Linked DNA regions of Capra hircus: region 2 is linked to region 1. A link is a contact called in public Hi-C data. All regions are on one chromosome and are shown on one strand. Each heading gives the region's core, a stretch centred on a gene start, on an enhancer-like site or on the middle of the called end of the contact. The rest is flanking DNA. Distances are from core to core; before and after follow the strand shown. Region 1 has its middle 68 kb from the start of CREB1. Region 2 has its middle 37 kb from the start of FASTKD2.

The links. Hi-C and Micro-C count contacts between places; a contact is called where the count stands out from the background.
Region 2: a contact with region 1 is called in a Hi-C map of blood, with 4 times the contacts expected there. The contact joins two enhancer-like sites. A contact is called at or near these places in 3 of 5 Hi-C or Micro-C datasets (blood and liver).

Annotation. Positions count from the first base shown.
Region 1 is chr2:40,150,744-40,153,486 of ARS1.2, forward strand. No RefSeq gene overlaps it. Among named protein-coding and RNA genes, the nearest start is that of CREB1, 68 kb to the left of the region's middle. Within about 2 kb of position 1,343, at least 1 of the 5 cell types and tissues checked has an H3K27ac peak or open chromatin away from gene starts, as enhancers often do.
Region 2 is chr2:40,818,272-40,821,014 of ARS1.2, forward strand. No RefSeq gene overlaps it. Among named protein-coding and RNA genes, the nearest start is that of FASTKD2, 37 kb to the right of the region's middle. Within about 2 kb of position 1,325, at least 1 of the 5 cell types and tissues checked has an H3K27ac peak or open chromatin away from gene starts, as enhancers often do.

The sequences.
Region 1 (2,743 bases), core at 93-2,592:
GGCACAGATCGCTCCTGGGCTGTCTTCTCCTTTGGGCATGCTTCTGTCCCCGTGACTGGAGGACTCACACAGGAGCGGGGTCTTAAGCAGCTGGCTTTAGGGCTGAGCGCTGAGCTGACCAGTAGGGGTGCGGAAGACAGATGAGACCCACAGACCCTCCCCACTGAAGACCAAATGCATCACCTCCACGGCACATCTGCTCCCCAACCTGGGCCTTCCAGTTGGCAGGGAGATCTGGCCAGACGTATTATTATTGCTTCTCCCAGCATGCGATCAGCCTGAGGCATTCATGGTTGATTGTCTACATTTTAGATGTGAACCAGAAAAAAGGCATCTCTCTTAGCACCTTTAGTATTAGCTGATTACACGGCTGTGGAGGAGATGTCATAATACTCATTATATTTTGGATGGCCTTGCAAGAAAAGGATGCTTGAAGTCTGCCAAACAGAACTGGTGATTCTTCTGACACCTGAGTGTATGAGGAAGCAAGAGTGTGGTGCAGAGGATGAGAGGAGGAGGGGGTTATTTATTTTCTTACTCTCCCATTGGTAATTCTATAGGTGATTTCCTGGCTTCATAAGTGGTGGAAACAAAACGCTTTGTATTCATTATTATTGTCCATTCTTCTTGCAGAATGACACCAAAGGGTATGGAATGTTTGCACAAAGGTCGTGCTCTAGGAGGGTTTCTCAGGTGGCTCAGTGGTAAAGAACCTGCCTGCCAATGCAGAGATGCAGGAGGTGCAGGTTCCGTCCCTGGGTCGAGGTGATCCCCTGGAGTAGAGAATGGCAACCTGCTCCAGTACTCTTACCTGGGAAATTCCTTGGACAGAGGAGCCTGATGGGCTATAGTCCATGGAGTCACAAAGAGTCAGACACACACATATGCTCTAGTTAAGGAAGAGGAATTCTATCTATCCATTCATTCAACAGATATCTGAGGATCTACCATGCCCAGGCTCCATGCATAGAGCTGGGTGGAGCCGGTGGGCAAGGCAGCCAGTTCCTATCCCTGTGTTGATTTCCATGTGAGGAAGGGTAGGGTGGGGGTGGAGGCAGGTAGTACACAAACATGTTTGCTTTTAAAGATTTGGGTTGTTTCCAATTTCCTGCTCCTATAAACAAGCAACTCTCTTGGAGGCCTGAGATTATTCAGTGAGAGAACCGCTGTCAGTTTTAAAGGGGCCACCTTCTCCATTGAGATGTCCAGCATTACAGATGTTCTTGAGACTTTTCTTTTGGAGTTGTCATTCAGAGCTTACTTTTAATCTCCTCAGTCTCTGGAGAGAGAAGCTAATTTGACTTTTGGAAATACTCGAGCATCATCTGGCCTTACATCTGGTGAACGTGATGAGGATGAATCATTTCCATCTTCTTTGGCTGTTGTTAAAAATGTGTGCCTATAAAGTAATGCGACTGATTTGGGGGAAAGGGAAAGGCTCCTAAAAGCACTGTAAAAGCAAGCAGAGGAGGGCTTCTAACTTGTTCTGAACAATGGCAGCATCTCTGTCATAGGGAAGAAGGACAGAGGAGACCCCGTGGGCTATGGTATCAGCGAGTTCTTAGGTCTCATCCCCGCTCCTTCCTCTCCTTGCAATGGAATGTGAAGCCAGGTCCTTAGCTCATCTAGGCTTCCAGTTGATCATTTATAAAACAAAGCTATTTCACCCATTACACAGTTATTATGAGGGTGATATAAAATATCTAGCAGATGTTATTATAAATGATACATGAAGCGCTTCCCACAAGGAATAAATTGAAGAAACTACCCTCCCCCCCTTTTTAAACTATAACTTCTAACCTGTTTACAAAATGTATCAGCTGCATGCTTGGAATAGTGGGGTAACATGCCGGATATTATCTGTCTGCTGCCTGCGTCCACTCTCCACTCTTCCTCAGCCCGCTGCAGACTGCATGGGGCAGACCCTTTTCCCCTGGCTTCCGGATGGATTCAAATGAGAGTGGATTGACAGGGGATCAGGAGGTAGGAGAAGCGAGTGACTGGGGTATTTATTCGCCCTGCTTGCTTTCCCAGGGGTGCAGTCCCCACCGCCATCTGGAGGCCGCAGCTCTCAGGTCGCAGCCCTTCTCTAACGTTCCGCTCCCCTCCCTCCCTCCTCCTCACCCCCTGGGACTGGATCCCTATCACATAGTTAGCTTTCTAGTAGTCTACTGCCCTAAGGTTGAGATGAAAATGGTTTGATGGTGGTAATTGTGTCTAGAAAAGAGAATAGGATTTTATAAATTTTGAGCTATGCAAATAGCAGAATTCAAGAGAGACCCTGAGAACAGGCTTCAGAAATGCTTGACACTCAGGGTTTGCTTTCTAGGCAAACTGTCAGATTTTGCTTTTTGCTCTCTCCTCCTGTAACGTTACACATGTCTTCATGTTAAGAGCTTGCATTGTCAGAGGAGCACTCAGAATAAGTAACGCTACTCAGTGAGTCACAAATGGAATCCATGTCAGCCAGTGTCGTGAAATGGATCTATAACTGGCTTTTTGTCCCTCAATTTGAGATGATCTAATTCAATTTCTATGATTTATGGTTTGAGAGAAGACACTTTCTGTCCCCCTCCCGAATTTTATTCTGTTTCTCCCTTACTCCCTAAATTTCCTGAGATCTGAAGGAAATTCTTTTCTGAAGGCAAACTTGAGCCTATTGCCATTGCCTAGCACAAATTATAATCCCTTTGTTTTTATTACTGCTACTAACACAAGAGAAGGCAATGGCACCCCACTCCAG
Region 2 (2,743 bases), core at 75-2,574, 670 kb after region 1:
AGAGTCAGTTATACTCTGGGCTTCCTAGATGGCACAAGTGGTAAAGGACAGCCTGCAGGAGACATAAGAGATGCAGGTTTGATCCCCAGATTGGGAAGATTCCCTGGAGAAAGGCATGAAAACCCACTCCAGTATTCTTGCCTGGAAAACCCCATGGACAGAGGAGCCTGGCAGGGTCATAAAGAGTCACAATCAGACACCACTGAAGTGACTTAACACACACACACACACAGTTATATAAAAGGAATAGTAAGATATACTCTCACTCATGAAGAGCTCTCCAATATGGAAGGCAATTATACGCCTCTCCTTTCTCACCCCAACTGCATCTAAGGACTATGGAACACAGAAATGGCACAGATTAATCACGAATGGGGAGGCAACAAGTGAGCCGATACATTACACACAGGGTACGTGTTGCTCAAACCGCATCAATCACAAGCTTTCCAGGTGGAGACAGGATGGGAGGGATGCTGCAGAGGAGAAAGCAGGTGGAAAGACTCAGGGAGATGAGCCTGGAATGTGGCTAGAACACAGGATGCCAAGGATGGGGAATAATGACCCAGGAATCTGAAAAAGCAAGTCCAGGCTTAACTAGACAGCGTGCATTGCAAGCATGAAGCCATGAGTCTGGCATTTTTTGAAGAAGGGAGAGAAATAACCCTGTCAGACCTGGGCTTTAGACAAGCTCCTTGAGGAGCTGCAGAGTTGACCAAAACAAGTACAAGTGGTCTAAAGTCGCTGACCTGTCCAACAAGAGGGTACAGGCAGCCTGGGAGAGCAGCAGGAAGGAAGCTCTTCTCTGCCTCCTGAGAAGTGAGGACAAGCTTGGAAACCTGTCGGTATGATCTCAGAAGGTGAGCACAGATTACACAGTATTTCTACCTTCCTGAGCTTGGCAACCAAACAAAAACGCAGTTGACTCCCTTCATTCTGAGTAACTCACACCAGATGCTGATGCCCTTGGACTCTTCCAGCTCCAGCTACAGCTTCCCAAATCACTTCTTCCCAGAGGTCAGACATATGGAGCTCATTAAGTCCCATTCACCAGCATTTCAACTGTGTACAACTTTTTGTTTGCAGTGCAATTTAATGTTGAATTTGATTTAGGAAGCACCGGGTACTCTTAGTCCCAGATGACAGCCTGTTCTTCTTCTAGGAGCTTAAATTGTGGCTGGAGGCGATGGGGAAGACCTTTGACCAAAAGCTGGAATTGGAAATCTGGGCTTATGCTAATAATTTGTAAAAAGAGAGAGTGGCATGTCCTAGAGACATTCTCTCTGACTTCCTTGTCATACAGACAAGTACACCAAGCCCCAGAGAAGTTCAGTGACAGGGTTGGAGGCTGGCACCCAGGTCTCTTGATCCTCAGTCCAGTGGACTTTCCTCCTACCCCCACTCTTATCCCCACCCCACTCCATACAGTTCAAAAAAAAAAAAGTTGGGGAAAGGATCTTTTTAAATCATGAAGAAATTCATTCAAAAGTGAAAAAAAAAAAACCATGATAATGAATTGGTACTTTCAAATGGTAGTATAAAAATGAGAGAAACTGGATGCTAATTGTTTGAAAATGACTTACTGCCATGCAGGAGACCCAGGTTCGACCTCTGGGTGGGGAAGATCCCCTAGAGAAGGAAATGGCAACCATTCTAGTCCTCATGCCTGGAGAATCCTGTGGACAGAGGATCCTGGTGGGCTACAATCCATGGGGTAGAAAAGAGTTGGACACAGCTGAGTGACTAACACACACACACTTTGTCTGATTAGTATGAAGTTATGTAATGTGTCCATATGGCTCTGGAATCAAATCTGAAAGATTAAATAACTTGTTCAAAATCATGCGGCTAAGTCTAGGGTCCTTCATCTGTGAAATGGGCATAATAATATATACCTCAAAGTTAGAGGCTTTAATTTAATTAACCTTTGAGAAAAAATGTGAAGAGACAGTGGCTATTATTACACTTGATATATTATAGTTGTGGGTCTGAGCTTAAAATAGTTTCCCTGAGAGACTTACCCTATACGCATTCCCATGATGCTGACATTCTTCAAAATATCAGCTGCCTTTCCCTTTTGGAACTGCTTCCAGAACTAGGGTTTACATCTTAGCAGAAAATTCTCTCTTTATGCCTTCATTTGACCAAAAAGATTTTAACTCAGTTTTATCAACCTCATTCACCAAAGTTAGCTGTGAGGCATGTTTAACCATTTGTGAAAACCACAGCTAAATGCAAAGGATGAAAATTTGAAGACTTGCCATACCTGAAGATATTTGGAAGAATTTGCTTCTTTCCAGTGTAGGGGATAGATATCCTGTTTGCCAGACCAGGCCCCCAAACCTTGGGAAAGTCATAAACCATGGCACCAAACACTGTTTCAGAGTCGAGAAAATGGAAAGCAGGGGTGCTGATCCTCAAGGTGAGCCCTGGGGAAGCTAGAATTTACTGAACTTCTAAGAGAGAAATACTTAAAGCTATGGTTTTTCCAATAGTCATGTATGGATGTGAGAATTGGAGTATAAAGAAAGCTGAGTGCCAAAGAAGTGATGCCTTTGAACTGTGGTGTTGAAGAAGACTCTTAAGAGTTCCTTGGACTGCAAGAAGATCGAATCAGTCAATCCTAAAGGAAATCAGTCCCGAGTGTTCATTGGAAGGACTGATGATGAAGCTGGAACTCTAATTCTTTGGCCACCTGACGTGCGGTACTGACTCTTTGGAAAAGACCCTAATGGTGGGAAGGATT